Regions from separate parts of the Mus musculus genome. Here region 2 is linked to region 1. Evidence: chromatin contacts called from public Hi-C data. All regions are on one chromosome and are shown on one strand. Each heading gives the region's core, a stretch centred on a gene start, on an enhancer-like site or on the middle of the called end of the contact. The rest is flanking DNA. Distances are from core to core; before and after follow the strand shown. Region 1 overlaps Nrxn3 (neurexin III). Region 2 overlaps Nrxn3 (neurexin III).

What was found. Hi-C and Micro-C count contacts between places; a contact is called where the count stands out from the background.
Region 2: a contact with region 1 is called in a Hi-C map of cerebellum, with 4 times the contacts expected there. The contact joins two enhancer-like sites. A contact is called at or near these places in 6 of 484 Hi-C or Micro-C datasets (cerebellar granule neurons, cerebellum, cerebral cortex and 2 more).

What each region holds. Positions count from the first base shown.
Region 1 is chr12:89,553,061-89,557,853 of GRCm38.p6, reverse strand. The region is part of intron 14 of Nrxn3 (neurexin III); the gene reads right to left. Among named protein-coding and RNA genes, the nearest start is that of Gm40537, 580 kb to the right of the region's middle. Within about 2 kb of position 2,908, at least 4 of the 459 cell types and tissues checked have an H3K27ac peak or open chromatin away from gene starts, as enhancers often do. A contact at or near this core is called in cerebellar granule neurons and cerebellum, where this site is marked.
Region 2 is chr12:89,952,337-89,957,200 of GRCm38.p6, reverse strand. All of the region lies in intron 14 of Nrxn3 (neurexin III), which reads right to left. Among named protein-coding and RNA genes, the nearest start is that of Gm40538, 450 kb to the left of the region's middle. Within about 2 kb of position 2,515, at least 11 of the 459 cell types and tissues checked have an H3K27ac peak or open chromatin away from gene starts, as enhancers often do. A contact at or near this core is called in cerebellar granule neurons and cerebellum, where this site is marked.

The DNA of each region.
Region 1 (4,793 bases), core at 1,659-4,158:
GTTCCCATCAAGACAGACTGGGGAACCCATCACACCCTAGGCATTGGACACTTTTAAAGCAGTGTTAAGACTACTGGAATCTGTTAAAAGTCACCTGTAGTGGTAATGTTAAGTTATTTATATTTTAAGTTCTCTCTCTGCCATTTTCTTGTTTCAAAAAGCAAAAAACAAACAAACAAAAAAAAAAAAACACACACACACACACACAAAAAAAAAAACCCACCAGAGATGGAGCAGTTCTAGATGTTCTTGCTGTGTGAGTCTCCTTGAGCAAAACCACAGTCAGTCACACAGGCAGCTGCACCACCCTGATGCTAGCCCCCATGGTCACAAATGTCTTCAGATAGCCACATTAAAAAAAAAATTAATTGCCCTGGCTTCTGCAGGCATATCACAAAAAGTGCTTGAAGCAATTTACACCATATGTTTTACAATAATAAGCCATAGATGCACTACATCTACCTTGGCAAGAGGTGGTATACTTCCCCTGGGCAGGGGGTGGGGAGGAAGCTCACGACTGGCCCAAAACATAAGACTTAATGACTGTGAACGACACTCGATGCAAGACTATGAGTGTCCAAATACCCATGACTGATCCAGACACCCACATTTCAAGCTATGTAGGCTCACTCTGGGAATCAGCTGGGAGCCACTCTTGCTTCGCTGCTTCCCCCGATGCTACAGTGTGAGGACCAAAGCATTGCAGGTTAAGCTGGAAATATGAAGAAGGATGTAGTAGAGAAGAGTAGGGAGTGCTGGGAAGGCAACAGCAGCTTGAATGCCCAGCTCATGAGGCAATGGACCCTACTCTAAGGCAGCAGACTGATCCTTCAGGCTCAAAATCAAACTGGATCTTCTGGGTGGGGCTGTGTGTAGCATCTGTACCTTGAGAGTGGAATGAACACCATTATAGTCAACAGCTTGATTCCCTCTGGGCCCCTGGTGTGGCATGTGTCTTGTGTGCATTACCTAGTGGCTTGTCAGCTGAGAATCCATACTACCTGGTATCACCAGCGTCCATACAGCTTCAGTTTCTCAGTGGTGGGTTTCCAAACAGCCCAGCATATGTTCATGGCTTCCAGGCATAGACACATCTACAAACACAAATACTAATGGGGTCCAGCTACATTGAATTAAGTCCCAGTGACTCTCATTGTGTTTCCTGTACCTGGTGCTGGATTCTTTGAACAGCCTTGTTTGAGAACAGCATCCAGCTGCCCAGCTCTAGACCTGAGGGCAAAGAACTAGCAATCATCATTTCAGTGCTAAATAAATGGGGCAGAGGCCTTGGTGTGTTTGTCTGAAAGATAGAGGGGAAGCTACCTTAGAGCCCCAGACCCATCACTGGTAACCACTGTGGTGCCACTTCCATGTAAGCTGCCAGAAACCACCTAGTGATCTTGTGCAGGAATTCAATGTACCTAGGATCCTGACACCTACAGTAGGAAAAGCTTGTGCCTGAATAATCCCAGCCACACCCAGTGGAATGTCATCCTAAGAGAAGCAGGTGATCCATGCCACACTAGCTAGAGCCACTGGTAACTGAAGAAGCAGCATCAAGGGAGAGAGCCATCATGTCAACAGCAAGGAAAGTGGAGGTAGAGCTGGTATCTTTTATAGATATGGCAAAAGAGTGGAGAGCTGGCAAATGGTTCTAAGGTGCCAGAGAAGGAATACAGAGACGTGGAAGCCAGCAGACATCCAGGTTGCTAACATCTCTTGGTCTGCAGCCCTAGGCTAAGAGTGAGAACTGAATGTTGCAAGAGGTCAAGTGGTCATGATGAGTACAATATTAGATGTGTATCTACTTGCCTACTGCCCCTGCTCTCGGATGCCAAACATTGGGGGGCTACAATAGATCCTATAGCTGAGTATTTAAATAGCTTCTTATCTACCTCTAATTTCTATTTATAATGTCTCTCAAACCACTGGCGAGTTATACCCCTGGATTTAGAATTCTTGGGGGATGGAGTTTATCTTTCATCTCCATCTTTCCACTGCCCAGAATCTTGTTTAGTACATAGTAATATTCAGACAGAAACTTCGTGCTTTGGACAAATTCAAGGAAATTACAGGGTCATGCCTTGCCTTTTCTGTTTTCGTTGATAACAGACTTTAAGAAAAGGAAAGCACTTGTTGAGCTGTGCATGTGTCCTAGAGCAATCTCAAAAGCGATCGTCCTTCATTGGGAACCTCAAATGACAGACTCAGTTGGATGGTATTTTAGTCATTTCTCATTCATGCCATCTATTTCCCACACACTGTCTGTAGGAGGAAAGGCATTTTTGTCAGTGCTTCCTGTTGAAATATCTGCTCATAACAGGAACTTACCTGATTCCGAGTATCAATGCTCTTTATCAAAATACATGAGTATGGTTTATAACAAGGACACTGACAAGAGCATGTTGAAACTCTCCAAATGTGTTTAATTTTCTTGCTTATAAAGAAGGGTCATGACTGAGAAAAAACTCACATTGAGAATATCCACTGTTTACTCCTCTTAGTCCTGATTCCCTCCATTTTCCCTTGACCAACATGGGGAAAAGGAGGAATTTAAAAAAAAGCAGAAAAAGAAAAAAAAAGATCCTATCCATTAAATTGACCAATGGACTCACAGTACCCTCTAGTGGACAAATGGCAAACATTTATTTGTTTATTTGTTTGTTTGTTTATAATGTATGCACAGGCTTTCCCTTTTAAACCTAATACACTTTTGGCTTTGCTCACACGTCTCTTGGTATCTAGTGATCTTACAAATTCTTCTTTTTAAATCTACACTAAAAATGAATTGCAGGCATAAAAAGAAAGAACAAACAATTTCTTTTATTAACATCCAAACCTGCTAACACAAACACTGGGGGCCTCTACATAAATAGAGATGTGTGGGTTGGGCACCATCTGTCTATACTCCTGTTTGCCAAGTATCCTCTTATAGCACTAGGCATTTAGGTGACCAGTGTCTGGCCATCTAGACTATGGCTGGATTCTATTGCATTCCTCTGTGGGAATGTGGTTGTAATCCTACCTTGTATCTTTGCATACAACAAGGTGATATCATAGAGAAAGGAACTCATTTCTCATAGGTAAAGCTGGATTGCCACCTCCGTTCCCTGTCTCCTAGCTCTGTAACTTTTGAGACGGCTATCCCAAAGATTACATCTCAGTTCTCTCTGTTGAGGTAATGGTAATCAAATGAAAGACTATAAACAGAATCAAGAGGAAATAGATTAGTCTGCCGTGGTCTGAAGTCTTAGAAAAGTTTCCCAAAGTGTTTCTTATAAGTTTTATTTCATTTCTTAGCTAGTACATTCTAATTTCTATCTGATTATATTCATATGGTAGAACAGGAATCATAAAAATAGATTTCCACTAAGGGAAAAGTGGCTTCCCTGTCTGGACTCCGTAAGTCTTTAGTCATTTGGCAAACTTCAACAAATAACCGGAAGAACATTATCAGTCTAGGGATGAGTTCCCCTCCAATTGGCACTGGATAATCTCCTCTAGGGATAACATGTGTGAAGTGCAGATATGACCAAAATGGTGATGAATAGGTGGGTGAATAGTTTGTTAGTTTTACAGTTGTCTTTTAAAACAAACAAACAAACAAACAAACAATCAAAATCCTTTCCCTCTGAACTAACACAGAAAGAGAAGTGAACATTACATTCAAATCATTTTTTTCCAAAATCTATAGCTGAGGTACTTCGTAGATTTCATTTTCCTAATCAAATTTAGAGGCTATGTTGAACAATAAAGCAATCTATTATGACATAGACATCCCCCCCCCAATGAATCATTTGAATGGATCAAAATAAATGAAATACTCAAAGAAAATGACACTACAAATTCTGAAACATTAGTAGTTTTTCTAGACTTCCTAATACTGAGAATGGTTGGGTTATTTTAATGATATGTATCTACCTGAATCTTTAAGAAATACTTACATTTCAATCATAGGAAGAAAATATTTGTGTTCATATTCCTAAAAAGAAATCATGAATGTCCTAAAATCGCATTACATTTGCTGGCCTATATTATTCTCTTGTCAAAGAAACCTTCATTTAACTCCAGGGCAGAGGAGACGGGACCCACCACAGGCTTGTGTAATAAAGAGACAGATGGCCTCACTGGTCACCTGTCAGCAGAAATTATTCACAGAGGAGAAAATGAGCAACAGAGACTGAATAATTCTTGTGTGTTTTGATTTCATAATCTCAAGCCATCCTATCTGTTTATAAGGTGAATTTTAATCAGAGCAGGAAACAAAGTTGGGGAGAGGATAGAATATTTATTGCAGCCCTCACCAGAGGTGGACGGCATGAAATATTCTTCTTTGATCATGATGGATGGACCCTTCTTCTATAAACTGGAAAATGAATATCCTCTCCATCCCAGCCCTTCTCTACAGACTTCCTGGGGAAGAGGAGGGGATCTCTCCTGTCCAAACCTGACAACTGAATTTAATCATGCGTGTAAGTAGCAAGTCCCCATGATAAGCATCCCACTCACCCTGAACCACCAGCACCAATGGAAAGACTTTAACTTACAATGTGGATTTCATTAAAGAAAACAAAAATGGGGAGGGGCTGGAGATGGAAGCTGGTTCTCAAATATTCATTTGTTTATAGTTGCATATAATTTCCATGTTATAAATTGCAAAATTGATTAAATAAAACAAAACATTTACACTTACTACCATGGCAAAGACGATTTTCTTTAATTTCTGTATACTTGAACTTCCTCATTATCTTAAAATTAAGTCATGATTTTTAAAAAAAAATAGTATGGCTATT
Region 2 (4,864 bases), core at 1,266-3,765, 400 kb before region 1:
TAGCAATGGACTTTGAAGGAAGTATGTCATTAAATGTAGAAGCCCAGGCTGGCTAGGCCTCATACATGACCATCAATCTCACTACTCTTGTGTTTACCCATTCTCTAGTGCTTCCCATTGCCTTTAAATAAAACCAAAATCTTTAAAATAAACCAAAGGCTTTCCATGGTCTGGCCTTTACAAACCTCTCCTTCCTTCACCTAGAATCTTATTCCTTTCCTCACTGAGAGTTCCTCTGTTCTTTCAAGTCCACGGTGATCTGTTGTGAGGCCTCTCTTGGCCACACAATTACAGATAAAAACTTCCTTTCAACCATTGTATTCACCTTTCATCCTTTAACTTCCACCAATATTACTACATCTCTTTTGCCTGCTTCTAGAATTATGTTCATGTTGGTGGTATTTACCTCCCAGCTATACCAACTATCCACAGAATTCTTGGCTCATAGAAGGTACCAATAATATTTTGGATAAAAGTAGATCTTTAAGAACAACTGTTTTCAAAACCATAGCCAGGTGACACCCTGAGGGCTATTTCTCATAGCTGTCAATCTTCAGACCCATTCTGTTTTTTTTTTCTCCTGTTTTGCTGACACAAATAATCTAATGCTTGTGTTTACAAGCTGCATCATATGTCCAGCTTCATTTGGTATATTTCTAAAGTGGAAAAGATGATAGCAGCCTTTTCCTAGTTTTTCTGCTTTGATAAAAGATGTATGTTCACAAAGACCAGACTGAACTCATCTAAGGAAAGGGGAGCCCCAAGTCCAAATTATGACTATTGTATGACTATTACTCAGTTGTAAAAGTGGCCAGAGAAGCTATTGTCCATATTCTTTTTTATCCATCAAGAGCCAAATTGAGTCACTCAAAGGAGAAGAGAATAAGCCAGGGGTGTGATGCAGGTCTGTAAAACCTGTTACTAGGAAGCCAGAGATAGCTCGGATCACAGCCAGATTCCTGAAGAGGGAGCTCAAAGGAAAGGAAGGAAGGAAAGGAGAAAGGAAGAGGAAAGGGAAGAAGAGAGAAAATGAGCAGAAAGGAAACGAAGGGGAAAAAAAAACAGAAGAAAAAGAGAGATGTAGGTACTACCTTTCCCTAGAGGGCTCTCTCCAGGGGGTTGCAGTAGAAGAGTCAAACCCAGTGACATCAACATCTTCAGCGCAGTGAGTCACATGAGTATATTTCAGAGGAGCTAGATAAATAAACTCTGAAAATTCTTTTCTTTCTTTTTTTCTGCTATAATGTAATGTATCGATCCAGGGTCCACTATTTCATGGCACTCTCATGCTTCAGTAATACTGGGGATTTATTTTTATCCTTTACCTCAGAGAGTTGCATCCATTTTCCCTCAGCACAGAACCACTAGTTTTCTCTGTTCCCCCCACCCCCCTCTCTCCCTGACACCCTGGGAGCTGGACCGTGGGCTTAACAAGATGACTGTTACATGAAGACTCTATTTCCATTACTGTTCATCTTTTCAGTTGTCCAAGGTCAGTGAGGGCGATTTCTAGGGAAAACTGTTGCTCATGGCAAATCAAATAAATTAGGGTAAGTAGAAGGTAATTAACCAGTTGTTTACCTCTTCTTGGGAAGTAGTCAATGTTGAGATTTGGAAATAGCTAGGATTTTCTTAAGGATATCTTTTTTTTTTTTTTTTTGGTCATCATTTCTCATTCAGAATTTTATGAGGAAATCTTTCCCTATTGAGATATTTTAAATAATTACACCTTTCCTTTTGGAAAATGAGCCTACTGTGGTAAAGAGAAAGACTTCTAAACTAGATTAGTGTTTTAGTTTTGTCTTGTTTAGTATCCCTGACCTCATATTGATACCTACTCCTATTCATCCTATAGAATTAAATCCAACATTGATTCAGCTTCTACTACTATTGTTTTCAATAAATGCCTACTTGGTATGGTAATTGTCTGACATGTATAAAGCCTTGACTTTGATTCTCAGCACAGTATACATGGGGTGGGTACTGTGGACCATACCTGTAATCCTGACATTTGGGAGACAGAGGCAGGAGAATCACAAGAACACAGTCAACCTCAAGGACATTACTGAATTACCAGAGACCTTGTTTCAAAATCTATAAACAAACAAACACCCTGGCTCCACCTTAGGCCAGACCATTAGGTCCATATTAACAGTTGTAAGATCCAGGAAGGGGCAAAGGGAAACCATAGTTCTTCTGCTACCCTAACCCACATGGCCTAACCCTGCATCAGCCTGTGCCCTCCCCTCCTTTACAACCCAGGAAATGAATGGATATTGTGGAATGAAGAAGTTAAACACAAGCATTTCATAATTTCCTCATTGGTGTAGTGAGGAAGTTGGACCCATAAACTCCAAGGGCATCAACTGCTGTAGCATCGAAAGATCTACACTGTAGATCGAAAGATCTCTCACTTGCCATTTACCAGAGTTGTATCAGACACAGCTTTGACTAGCTGACAGGCACAAGCCGCATGAACTCTCACCAGCCTGCAAACTCTTTGAAGTGGAAATTATGCACACAAAGCCAGCCCATGGTAGCAAGTCACAGATGTCGCTTTTGGCCTCACCTGCTCATCTCTCTCCCTACTGGGAGAAGTGCCATAAGTACTCAACTTCATGTAAAGTGTGTGCAGGCATTCAGACCTTTCAGGCTGCCACTGATCTCCATGAAGGTCTGAAGCATCCCCTGCTTGCTTTTAATGAACGATCTCTTGACAGCTATAACAGGGAAGATGGGGAAAGACAAGTCTTGGCTTCAGGGACAGTAAAATAACAGGATGAGAGAGGAAAGAATAAGTGGGGAAATGAGCAGATTGGATTTTATATGATGTCCCAACAATGATGCCTTTTCTTTCTAATGAATATGGAAATGACCACATCTGTGGGAATAAAGAAAAAATAACATGGGACTATAGTTACCCCTACAGCCAACCTTCTAGTTCTAGCGACAGAGAAAACAAAACAAAACAGACCAAACAAACAAACAAACAAACAAATAAAAATCTCACCACCACCATCAACAACAAAGAAAACCATCTTATCTTTGTGTAACCAAGGTGATGACAAAATGTATATTTCCCCACGAAACAACAAATAGACAAGTGATAGATTTAGCATCTGACTTAGTAGAAACATTACTGTACTGAGCTGTGCAGGAAGCTGTTCTTTTGGAATATGTATTCTTGAGCTCCTTGTGCACAGAGCTTAAACAATCTCTTAGCTTAGTTTTGTGTCTCCTAATTAAAGTAAACTGAACTTGACTCCCTAAGACTCTCGTATGTCTCAGCTCTGAAGCTGTTAGGAACAACCAAGTGATGTAAGCACACATTGCACAAGGCTTAGAGCATCCAAGAGCTCTTCACTTGCTGAAAATATAAGATGCTTTCATCAGCACTAGTATGGTCGTGCTTACTTTCCTTTGTTTATGTGGCCATTAAACAGGAACTCGGTAAATTCACAGAAAAATAATTCCAGAGGTGTCTAAAGTGCAATGCTCTTACCACATTTTTTTTCCAGCCTGAACCCTGCTCACATCCAACTGGACTCAGAAGATAAGAAGCAAGAATAGGAGGAAACACATATTGTAGTAACAAATAGGTTAAGGGCATTCAGGTTGGTAAGATATAGATCCTGTATTTGGAAGAGGAAATAGGCTTAAATAGCACATCCATCCCCTATGCTGATTTACAGGATATTTAAACTTGGCTTTGGCTAAAGAGGCTTTCTTATGTTTATAGCCTCAATCCACATGGTGTGTCCTGATCCTTTCCCAAGATCTCCCAATAGTCATGGGCTATTTCCTGGCAGTTCATTTGGACAGCTGTTTATTTCCCTGGGGATTTTTGAAGTAGGAAATGGAAGAGCTGGCCAGGATGCTAATACAGAGATCCTCTCTCCCTGCTAACTTCTGAAAGGTGAAGCTTCTAGAAAGGACCTTTATTGCTGTTTGAAAGTTCATGAGGTTCCTTAAAGAGGGATTTCTGCTAACAAGGAAAATGTGAAGCCTGGAACCCATCGCAAAATGAACTGGATTTCCTGCTGATTGGTTTGAAAACAAACTGCTTTCATCAATAAGCAGAGTTGGGTTATACTAAGCATTTATTCCACTTCCGTTCATTTCCTTATGTTATTCAGTGGTGTAGCAAGGTCACCATATATTAAGTTTTTCTCCTGAATAGCATATGGATTTAGCAACCTACTACCAAGGGGCTATGTATCTATAAATAAAGAGCTAGAGCCATCTAAGTCATGCCATATGGTGCCTAATTTACCCAGTAAGTTCTGCTGTAAACACTTTGTGAATACTTTAACCAGTGATGTTGCTTGCTAGATTTATTTTAAAATAAGCATCAAATATAAAAACAGGCATTTTGAAATTAGAACCTTTACTTTGTAGCTCTTTTTGAAACACTTAAAATTTTAGTTGTTATATATTAAGACTATGTTATGAGTTGGACTTGGGTAGATTTCTAGAGCTATAGAGATTTATAAAACCTGAATCACAATGTTTTAAAAACAATGAAGGGGTTTGGAAGATGTTTCAGAGGTAAAGATACTGTTTGTACAAACTGGACAGCCAAAGTTGACAAACACTGGATACCACAGTAGAAAAGGAAAATTGACTCCCAAAAGTTGTCCTCTGAGGCACACACACACACACACGTATATACACTTAGAAATAATCTTGCACATAAAAACACTAAAAGATGGGGTTCTCAGTCTATCGAGACAACCAATGTAAATATCACATACTCACACATATATACTTAGTATACACACACACACACACACACACACACAAACACGCACTCACACAATCAAACACTCATAACAAACAGAACTGGCAGTGCTCAATTCATCAA